2 separate regions of the Macaca mulatta genome follow, and region 2 is linked to region 1. The links are chromatin contacts, called in public Hi-C maps. All regions are on one chromosome and are shown on one strand. The core of a region is the stretch at or near the end of the contact, and the rest is flanking DNA. Distances in the headings are between cores, read along the strand shown.

Region 1 (4,136 bases), core at 1,042-3,541:
GGTGGCTCACATCTGTAATCCCAGCACTTCGGGAGTCCCAAGCGGGTGGATCACTTGAGGTCAGGAGTTCCAGACCAGCCTGGCCAACATGGTGAAACCCCCCTCTCTACTAAAAATACAAAAAATTAGCTGGGTGTGGTGGTGTGTGCCTGTAGTCCAGCTACTCGGGAGGTTGAGGCAGGAGAATTGCTTGAACCCGGGAGGCAAGGGTTGCGGTGAGGTGAGATCACACCACTGCACTCCAACCTGGGTGACAGAGTGAGACTCTGTCTCAAAAAAAAAAAAAAAAAAAAAGCTAGAATTACAGATGTGAGCCACTGAGCCCAGCGAAGCCACACATCAAATTGCACTAATGAGCCAGGAGTGGTGGCTCACACCTGTAATCCCAGCACTTTGGGAGGATGAGGTGGGTAGATCACTTGAGGTCAGGAGTTGGAGACCTGCCTGGCCAACGTGGTGAAACCCTGTTTTTACCAAAGATACAAAAATTAGCTGGGCATGGTGGTGCTTACCCGTAATCTCGGCGCTTTGGGAGGCCAAGGTGGGCAGATCACGTGAGGCCAGGAGTTCGAGACCAGCCTGACCGACATGGTGAAACCCCATCTCTACTAAAAATACAAAAATTAGGCCGAGTGCGGCGGCTCACGCCTGTAATCCCAGCACTGTGGGATGCCGAGGCGGGCGGATCACGAGGTCAGGAGTTCGAGACCAGCCTGACCAACATGGTGAAACCCCGTCTCTACTAAAATTACAAAAATTAGCTGGGCATAGTGGCGTGTGCCTGTAATCCCCGTTACTCAGGAGGCTGAGGGAGGAGAATCTCTTGAACTCCGGAGGAGGAGGTTGCAGTGAGCTGAGATCTCACGCCACTGAACTCCAGCCTAGGCGACAGAGTGAGGCTCTGTCTCAAAAACAAAACAAACAAAAAAACCCACAAATTTCATTAGGTTCAGACAGTAAAAAGGGCGCGCACTTTCTGAAACAATATACAAAGAAGTTACAAAGCAGATCTCCAGAACAGGAACTTTGTTTTGTTCCCTGGTCTATCTCCAGTGCCTAGTGACTGGGAACAGAGAAGTGCTCCATAAACACTGTAATTAGAAAATTACTACAACACATCCTGAATTTTTCCTAGCAGTAAGCTGACACAGAAGAGAGGTATGACCAGAGTGGGGAGAGAATTTGTAAAGGGAAGGGTACCGGCAGCCCGTAGTGGACATTAAGGGAGGATGTAGTCGGTGCCTCAGCTAGGACCAGACGTCCACCTTGTCAGAAAACGAAGAGGGAGAGAGCCTCCTAAAACTCACCTGGCCAAGGGGAGATGGTGGCTCTGTCGATGGCCTCGGAGCCCTTGGCGGTGCAGTAATCGGACTCCAGGAGCGTGTTAAAGAGAGTGGATTTGCCGGCGTTGGTGGCGCCCACTAAGTAGACGTCCCCACGGTAGCGCCAGGAGCGCTGAAGGGCAGAGATCAACTCTTCCACTCCATAGCCGGTCTTGGCGCTGATCAGTCGCACGTCTCTGACCACCGTGCGGGACCAGTTCGGCGGATTCGAATTCTCCCCGTCCTGTGGCTCGTTCTTGACGGGGATCTGTGGCCCTTGGTGGCCAGGGGCCAGCAGGAGCCCGGCCCGGGCACAGTCGTCCCACAGTCGCTCCCGCAGCCTCTGCCGGTAGCCAGGAGCATCCTGGGGCAGGAGGTCCACTTTGTTTCCCAGCACGATCAGCTGCTTGGGGCCCACCAGCGCGGGCAAGTCGGGCAGCAGGGCGTCGGGCAGGTCGAGCAGGTCCACCATGTAGAGAACCAGGGAAGGCCCGGGCCGCCGCAACGCGGAGCTCACCAGCTCCAGGTACTGCTCGCGGCTCACCTGCAGGCGTAGAGCGCGCCGGTGGTGCACCAGCAGCCAGCATCGCTGGCACACGGTCCGCGCCAGCCCGCCGTCTGCCTCCGCCATGCGGAGGAACTTGTCGCAGGGCAGGTAGCCGGGCACGCCGGAATCCTGGCAGTGCAGCTCTGCCCCGCAGCCCGAGCAGTTCACGCCGCTGGGCGGCACTGCCGCGTCCGGGTGCCCCACGACCGGGTGCTCCCGGGGCCTGGTCCGTAGGTTTTGCTGTCGCCGCTCCTCCCGCCGCTGCTGCCTCTGTCGCTCCTCCTCCTCCTGCTGTTGCTGGAGCTCCTGCAGCTGCTCTTCGCGGGTGGGCTCCAGCTCCGGCTCCGGGATGTACTCCGGGAACAGAAAACGCTCCTGCATGTCAGCACCTTCTCCAAAGCCCTCCGTGTCCACGGGGTCATAAGGAAGCTCGCGTCCCAGACTCGATGAGTGCTGGAAGGAGGAGGCGGCAGCGCGCCTCCTCCCCAAGAGCGGCTCCCGGAGGCCATGGCGCGCTGCCGTGGGAGCGAATCCACGAAAGAAAAGGCTCAGCAGCCTGAACTGCAGGCGAGCGGGCAGCATGAGGAAGTAGCTCCAGGCAAAGGGGCGGAGTCACAAGCGCGCACGCGTACTAGGGCCCGAGGCGACGCGCGTGTTAGAACCGAGACGAAAGCGAGTGGGTACCTGGGAGCTGTCCTGGTTAGTTTTGCGTCTAATCTCGTGAGTTCTCGCGATTTAAGCGCCGAGACTGAGAACCTACTTAAAGCTATAGTAAAGGCATTGGAGGCACTGGAGGATTGAGCTAGATGGGCAGAAGAGAGCGATGAGCGTTTTGAGTTTTTTCACTTTCAGGCTTAACGCCTCACTGCTAGCCCAAGCCGCCCGTAATAAATCACATTTAAAAAGGAGCTTCCGGGCCGGGCGCGGTGGCTCACGCCTGTGATCCCAGCACTTTGGGAGGCCGAGGCGGGCGGATCATGAGGTTAGGAGATCGAAACCATCCTGGCTAAGACGGCGAAACCCTGTCTCTACTAAAAATACAAAAAATAAACCGGGCGTGGTGGCGGGCGCCTGTAGTCCCAGCTACTCAGGAGGCTGAGGCAGGAGAATGGCGTGAACCCGGGAGGCGGAGCTTGCAGTGAGCCGAGGTCGCGCCACTGCACTCAAGCTTGGGCGACAGAGCGAAACTCCGTCTCAAACAAAACAAAACAAAACAAAACAAAACGGAGCTTCTGGCCGGGCGCGTGGCTGGAACGGTAGGCGAGCGGGCAGCTCGCCTCTAATCCCAGCACCTTGGGAGGCCGAGGCGGGCGGATCACCTGAGATCGAGACCAGCCTGGCAAACGTGGTGAAACCCCGTCTCTACTAAAAATACAAAAATTAGCCGGGCGTGGTGGCGCGCGCCTGTAATCCCAGCTATTTGGGAGGCCGAGGCAGGAGAATCGCTTGAACCCGGGAGACGGAGGTTGCAGTGAGCCGAGATCGCTCCACTGCACTCCAGCCTGGGCAACAGAACGAGACTCCATTTCAAAAAATAATAAACAAATAAAAATAAAAATTGCTTCGTGTTTTGGTCTTTATAAAGGCAAATCAATTGAGCATCCCAATGTCGCGGATTCACAGAACGAGCACTTTTTATTAATAAGTATACTTGGCTTTGTTTTCAGGTGTCGTTATTTGTGCAACGACATTGAAAAACAAGCAGAAATAAAACATTAACGGGACGGATGCGACAGCAGATTGCGGGAGCTGTCCTCTCAATCAGCCACCGGCAGCGGCGGCCCACAATTTGCGCGTGTGCAACCCAACTCCCGCCCAAGCTTGCCCTACAATTTGCGCAGGCGCAGATCCTAACTTTGGCGTCCCTGTGGGCGGCCTCTTGTGTGAGACGCACAGTATTCTGGGAACGTCGGAGACGGAAGTTACTTGGTCTTTAGCTCCCGACGCTGGTGGCTTCTGCGCGCTTTTTGTCTTTGATTTCGAGTTAGGAGCTCGGGAACCGTTTGGCAATATGTACGACGCGGATGAGGGTAGGTGAAACACATGCCACGGCGGTCCAGCAGGGAAGCTTGGGGAACTGATTGGATTGATGATTGGGGCCTTCCCTCCCGCCGGCCGGACAGTCCCTAGCCTTGTTCCCACACCTTTCAGGCCGGGAACGAAACTGGGGTAGGGAGAGGCAGAGGGTGCAGGGAACACAGCGTTAATGTTCCCGGTTAGGTTCACTGCTGCTCTGCACTTTCTCGTTCCCTTAGATCTGATCCTCG
Region 2 (4,593 bases), core at 1,634-4,133, 1.0 Mb before region 1:
GGATCCTGCCATAATTGGTCACCTATGATAAGTTTCCCTTTAGTTCCTGGGTGTAACCTTTGGCTTCTAATATCCTGGTAGCTGGCCAAAAGGGTTTCTTCCCAAATGGTTTCCTTAACTATTTAGTAGTAACTCTACTTTGAAGGGCAAGGAATTGCAGACTGCCTAGTTTAAATTTGTTATTAGAGACTGGCCTCTCAATAACGTAGTAGAGTGCGCTCTAGCTATATGAGATAAACCAGGCACAGCAATTTCCCCATGGATCCACTGCACAATTTATGCAATGATCCAAGAATCTCCACCAGGAGTTTTCTTTTAGCACCAGATGTACTAAACTAAACCAATCTAGATCTGATCCCTCACAGAAGAAGCAGGGTACTCTCATTATCCAGGTGGTTGGCCCTAATCTTCGGGCTGATGCTAACCCTTGGGCTTCCCACAGACAGTTACCTATTGCCCTGGCCCTTTGGGTTTGGGGGATATCTCTAATTGGTCTAAACATGATATCCCAACACAAATGAAGAAAAGAAAAAAAATTAAAACAGACAGCAAGGCCGGGCATGGTGGCTGACCGGGCATGGTAGCTCATACCTGTAAATACCAGCACTTTGGGAGGCCGAGGTGGGCGGATCACCTGAGGTCAGGATGGTGAAACCCTGTCTCTACTAAAAATACAAAAATTAGCCAGGCTTGGTGGCGGGCGCCTGTAATCCCAGCTACTCAGGAGGCTAAGGCAGGAGAATTGCTTGATCCCAGGAGGCAAAGTTTGCAGTGAGCCGAGATCACACCACTGCACTCCAGCCTGGGCGACAGAGTGAGACGCCATCTCAAAAACAAACAAATAAACAAAAAACAAAAAAAACAAGCAGCAAATAATGTAATAATTATAGCCGCACAAACATGCATCTCACTGTTGCAGGGATTGATCTTGTACCTGGTGGGACTTATCTGTTCCATTCCCCAATCAGGTTATCCTGTCACGTTGAGGCAGGAATTTAAAGAAAGAAATAAGTTTTGTACTGCATTTACTCATTCTAAGAATAGTAACAAGCAAGGCTATAGGAAAGTCATGGTGACCTAGTCTAAGAAGCCAGGAATGAGCTCCAAACACCCCCGAGCAATGGTTAAGAAAAACAAATTCCTTTACTGTTTCTCTTTCTTTAGACCATTAATTATGACTATTTTTGCCTGTGTTTAGCAAGATTTGTAGGTTCCCGTTTTTCTTTTGACACAGCTGCAAGGCCACGGGCTAAGCAAAGCCACAAGTTATGCGAAGTCAGCAGTTATGCTATACATTACTAAACCTGTCACTGTATGATTTACTGCCTTGGTTCTGCTTCTGTAGTTTAGCCTATATAAGCCAAGCTCTGTCTTTGTTCAGGGCTCAGCTTTTTGGATGCAAATCCACTGAGCCAGTGCACACCTAATAAAGTCTTCCTGCTCCACCCATTGGTCTCTCTGATCCTCTGCTTTCCCACAACAATGGGAGTCTTCAAGTGGCCGGTGCCTTTTTGGCTCTTAACTGCCCAATCTGTGCCAGCAAAAGGCAGCTTTAAATCAAAGTGAAAGAGCTGAAGCAAAAAGGAAAGAAAATAAAAAGTCCCAGTTCTTTTGGGCTTACCTACTGGCTGGCTCACCAAAATATGTTACCAGATTGGAAGTTGGGAGTTCCAGGTTCTTGGTGCTGTGAACAAAGAATTGGATGAGACTCACAAATAACCACTCCACAAAATTTATTAAGCAAAGAATGTTCCAGAGAGACGAACGGGCTGATTTTCAAGTGGTATCAGCCCTGGATTAAAATAGCCTTTGTTCTTTTATGCCCACTTCCTACTCTTCCTTAACTCTAGGGAGGGGATTTCCTATAATTGTCATATCCGTTTTCTTGTTGTTTTTCTCTCTCAGTGCGCCTGCGTGAGTTTGCCATGATTTTAAGTGTATGTACGATATGCATTTCATATGTATGAGCTGGTCAGTCTTCTGACTTCCTTCCCTATTCTGCTGCCTCAGAAGGCCTATTTGGGAGAAAAGTAAACAGTAAAGAATGAAACTCCCTCTGATCGTCTGGGAAATTTTCAGGGGAGAAATGGAATTCTAGGATTTTACTATGTGTTTTCCATCTGGGAGTGGACTATAACAGTTTATTTCAATTTAATTCCACTCACTCACAAATGTTTTGCTGAGTAAAACAGTCTCCGACTCAAGGAATTCACAGTTGGTGGCGGCAGGGAGAGACAGATCAACAAATGATTGTATTTTGATGGATGAATTCCATGGATCTACACAGCGCCTCAGGGAGATACTATTGTGGGACAATTAATTGCATTGGATGGTTGTCAGGAAAAGTTGCAGAGACAACGTGTTATCTGCGTTTGGGGATTACGTGGTGAGCAGGCGTTCACCTTGCAAGTGAAGACTACTCCGCTGCAGGGTCCGGTACTGGGGCGGCGTTTTCGCCGCATACGCAGTAGGTGATCCAAACCTCCCGCCGACAGGAGGAAGAGGATGCCAGCTCAGGCACTAGCTGAGGTTTGGCATTTGACGGCCGCGGGCGCCGACCTCCAGGGGGCGCCGTGGCCTCGCGCTGTCCGGGCCGTTGCATTTCCGGGCACTGGGGCGCCGCTATCTCCAAGCGCGTCCCCGCCGCGAGCCGCGCACCGTCCGCCGCTCCCGTTACCGGGGCAACCGCGGCGCCTCCTCCGTGTCGTCCCGGATCGTCCCTCCGCGCCATTTTCAAACTGCCCTAGCACCGGAGCCCGTGCTTGGGGGGAAGGAGCTAGTGGGGGAAATCGAGGCCCGAGGGCAATGCGGCTGAAGCTGCCGGTGAGTCCGGCCCTGGGAGCGAGGGGTCCAGCTGCGGCGGTGGTGGCGCCTTCGCCTTCTGGGCGGTACCCGGGGGCCGGGCTCGGGAGCTGCCGGGAGGTCGCGCGGCCGCGGGAGGAAGTGAGGCCGGGCCGGGTCGGACCGGGTGGGGAGGGGTGCGGGGACTCTTCCCACCCACCCCGCCCCCACACCTCCTTCCTGTCAACACCCGACGGTAAAGTTGCAAACCGGAGATTGGCCGGAGGAGAGCTTGGGCCGACTTGTCACGGAGCGTCAGTGTAGGCCGTGCAGACGGGCTTGCTGTTGACCAATGGTTCGATTTAAACATTAAAATGCCGTCTCAGTGTCACAATCATCCATGCTCTTTGTAACAAAAATGTCCCAAAGCGTAGGACGACAGCCTTTAATTAACCTTCACCCAGCTCCTTTGAAGCCTCTCCACTGCTTTCCAGCCTTTACTACTTTGAGTTCAATACGAAGGGACTCCGAGATAACCACAGCTAACGGGTTTCTTTGTTGTTTGCGGTTTTGTTTTTTTAACCCCTGTGCACACGTACATACAGCATTAAATGTACTGGTTTTCAAACGCCAACCCCCAGATACTTCTACACATATATGTATGGGTGACTCCCAAACCGAACCTTTTATGTTGCTTTGCTAGAAACTTAGAGTATAGCCGCCATATTTGGATGGGGTTACGGGGGAAGGCGGGGAAGGCAACAGTTCATGGGTGGGGATGGCCTAACATGTTTCTGTCTGGGAGGATTTTAATCTGTCCTGTGTATTGAGGCCCTGCCCATGATTTATTGATTCGTATTCATTCTCATTCTCTCCCCTCCAAAGCAGGATGTGAGGAGGTATTATCTCTGGGTAACTGGAGTTGGTAGCAAAGAGGGGAAATGTTTTGAGTGGTGCACCCCTTTAAGTTTACACCCTGCTAGCAATACACCTGGATTTGTCAGGTCTATTTCTGATGTCTGCAGGAATTTCCCTAAAAACCCTGCATCACTTAGGTGTCTCTTGTGGAAGGAACCTAGGAAATCCATTAGGAAGCGATTCAAGAAAAGTTAACAAGAGCAAAGAGAAAGATACACAGAAAGGAGTCACCAAGGAGAGTGACTGATTTAGAAATGATTTGGTAAGTTGAGGAAGCATGGTACAGAAACCAGAGTGCTGGACCAGGACTCAGGAGACCTGGTCTCTGATGACTGCCCACCTACTTTGTGGCCCCGTGGTTTTGGAAGAGTTACTTTCTTGAGGCAGCCTTTCCTCATGTTTAAGTAGGGATGTTATCATTGGTCTTTCTCCCTCACCGGGTAGTTGTGAGGATCGGCTTTTACATGTATGCTCATGCATGTAATGCATTTTTAATATATTGTGAAGAACAACAGATGTAAAACAAAATTTTTATTTGGCTTAGAAATGTGAGTACCATGACTGCAGTTAGTTAGCAAAGGTTAGAAAAGAGCAAAGTTTCTAAAGAAATGATATTTGGGCTGAGCGTATTGGCTCACACCTGTAAACCTAGCACTTGGGAGGTAGAGGTGGGAGAATACCTTGAGCTCAGGAGTTGGAGACCAGCCTGGGCAACATAGCAAGACCCTCTCTCTAAAAAAGGTAAAAATTAAAATTGAAAAAAAGAAATGATCTTTGGATAACTCCATTTTAGGACAGATTGATAGGAATATATTTATAAATATTTAAAAAGACAAAGATAAGAACTTGAACAGAGGTACTTATGTGTGTCTTTTTTTTAACTGAAGTGAAATT

Evidence for each region. Hi-C and Micro-C count contacts between places; a contact is called where the count stands out from the background.
Region 2: a Hi-C map of fetal cortex germinal zone shows a contact between it and region 1, with 3 times the contacts expected there. The contact joins the promoter of LOC144341188 here to the promoter of NOA1 in region 1. A contact is called at or near these places in 2 of 14 Hi-C or Micro-C datasets (CD4 T cells and fetal cortex germinal zone).

What each region holds. Positions count from the first base shown.
Region 1 is chr5:76,512,422-76,516,557 of T2T-MMU8v2.0, reverse strand. NOA1 (nitric oxide associated 1) reads right to left here and starts at 2,291. Exons shown (of 7, transcript NM_001193688.2): 1 at 1,308-2,291. The coding sequence starts at 2,250. It overlaps POLR2B (RNA polymerase II subunit B), which reads left to right and starts at 3,831. Exons shown (of 29, transcript NM_001261497.1): 1 at 3,831-3,899. The coding sequence starts at 3,881.
Region 2 is chr5:77,518,994-77,523,586 of T2T-MMU8v2.0, reverse strand. It overlaps LOC144341188, which reads right to left and starts at 2,883. Exons shown (of 3, transcript XM_078003561.1): 1 at 2,403-2,883; 2 at 1,622-1,684. The coding sequence starts at 2,731. The coding sequence ends at 2,417. It overlaps CEP135 (centrosomal protein 135), which reads left to right and starts at 2,502. Exons shown (of 26, transcript XM_028848572.2): 1 at 2,502-2,823.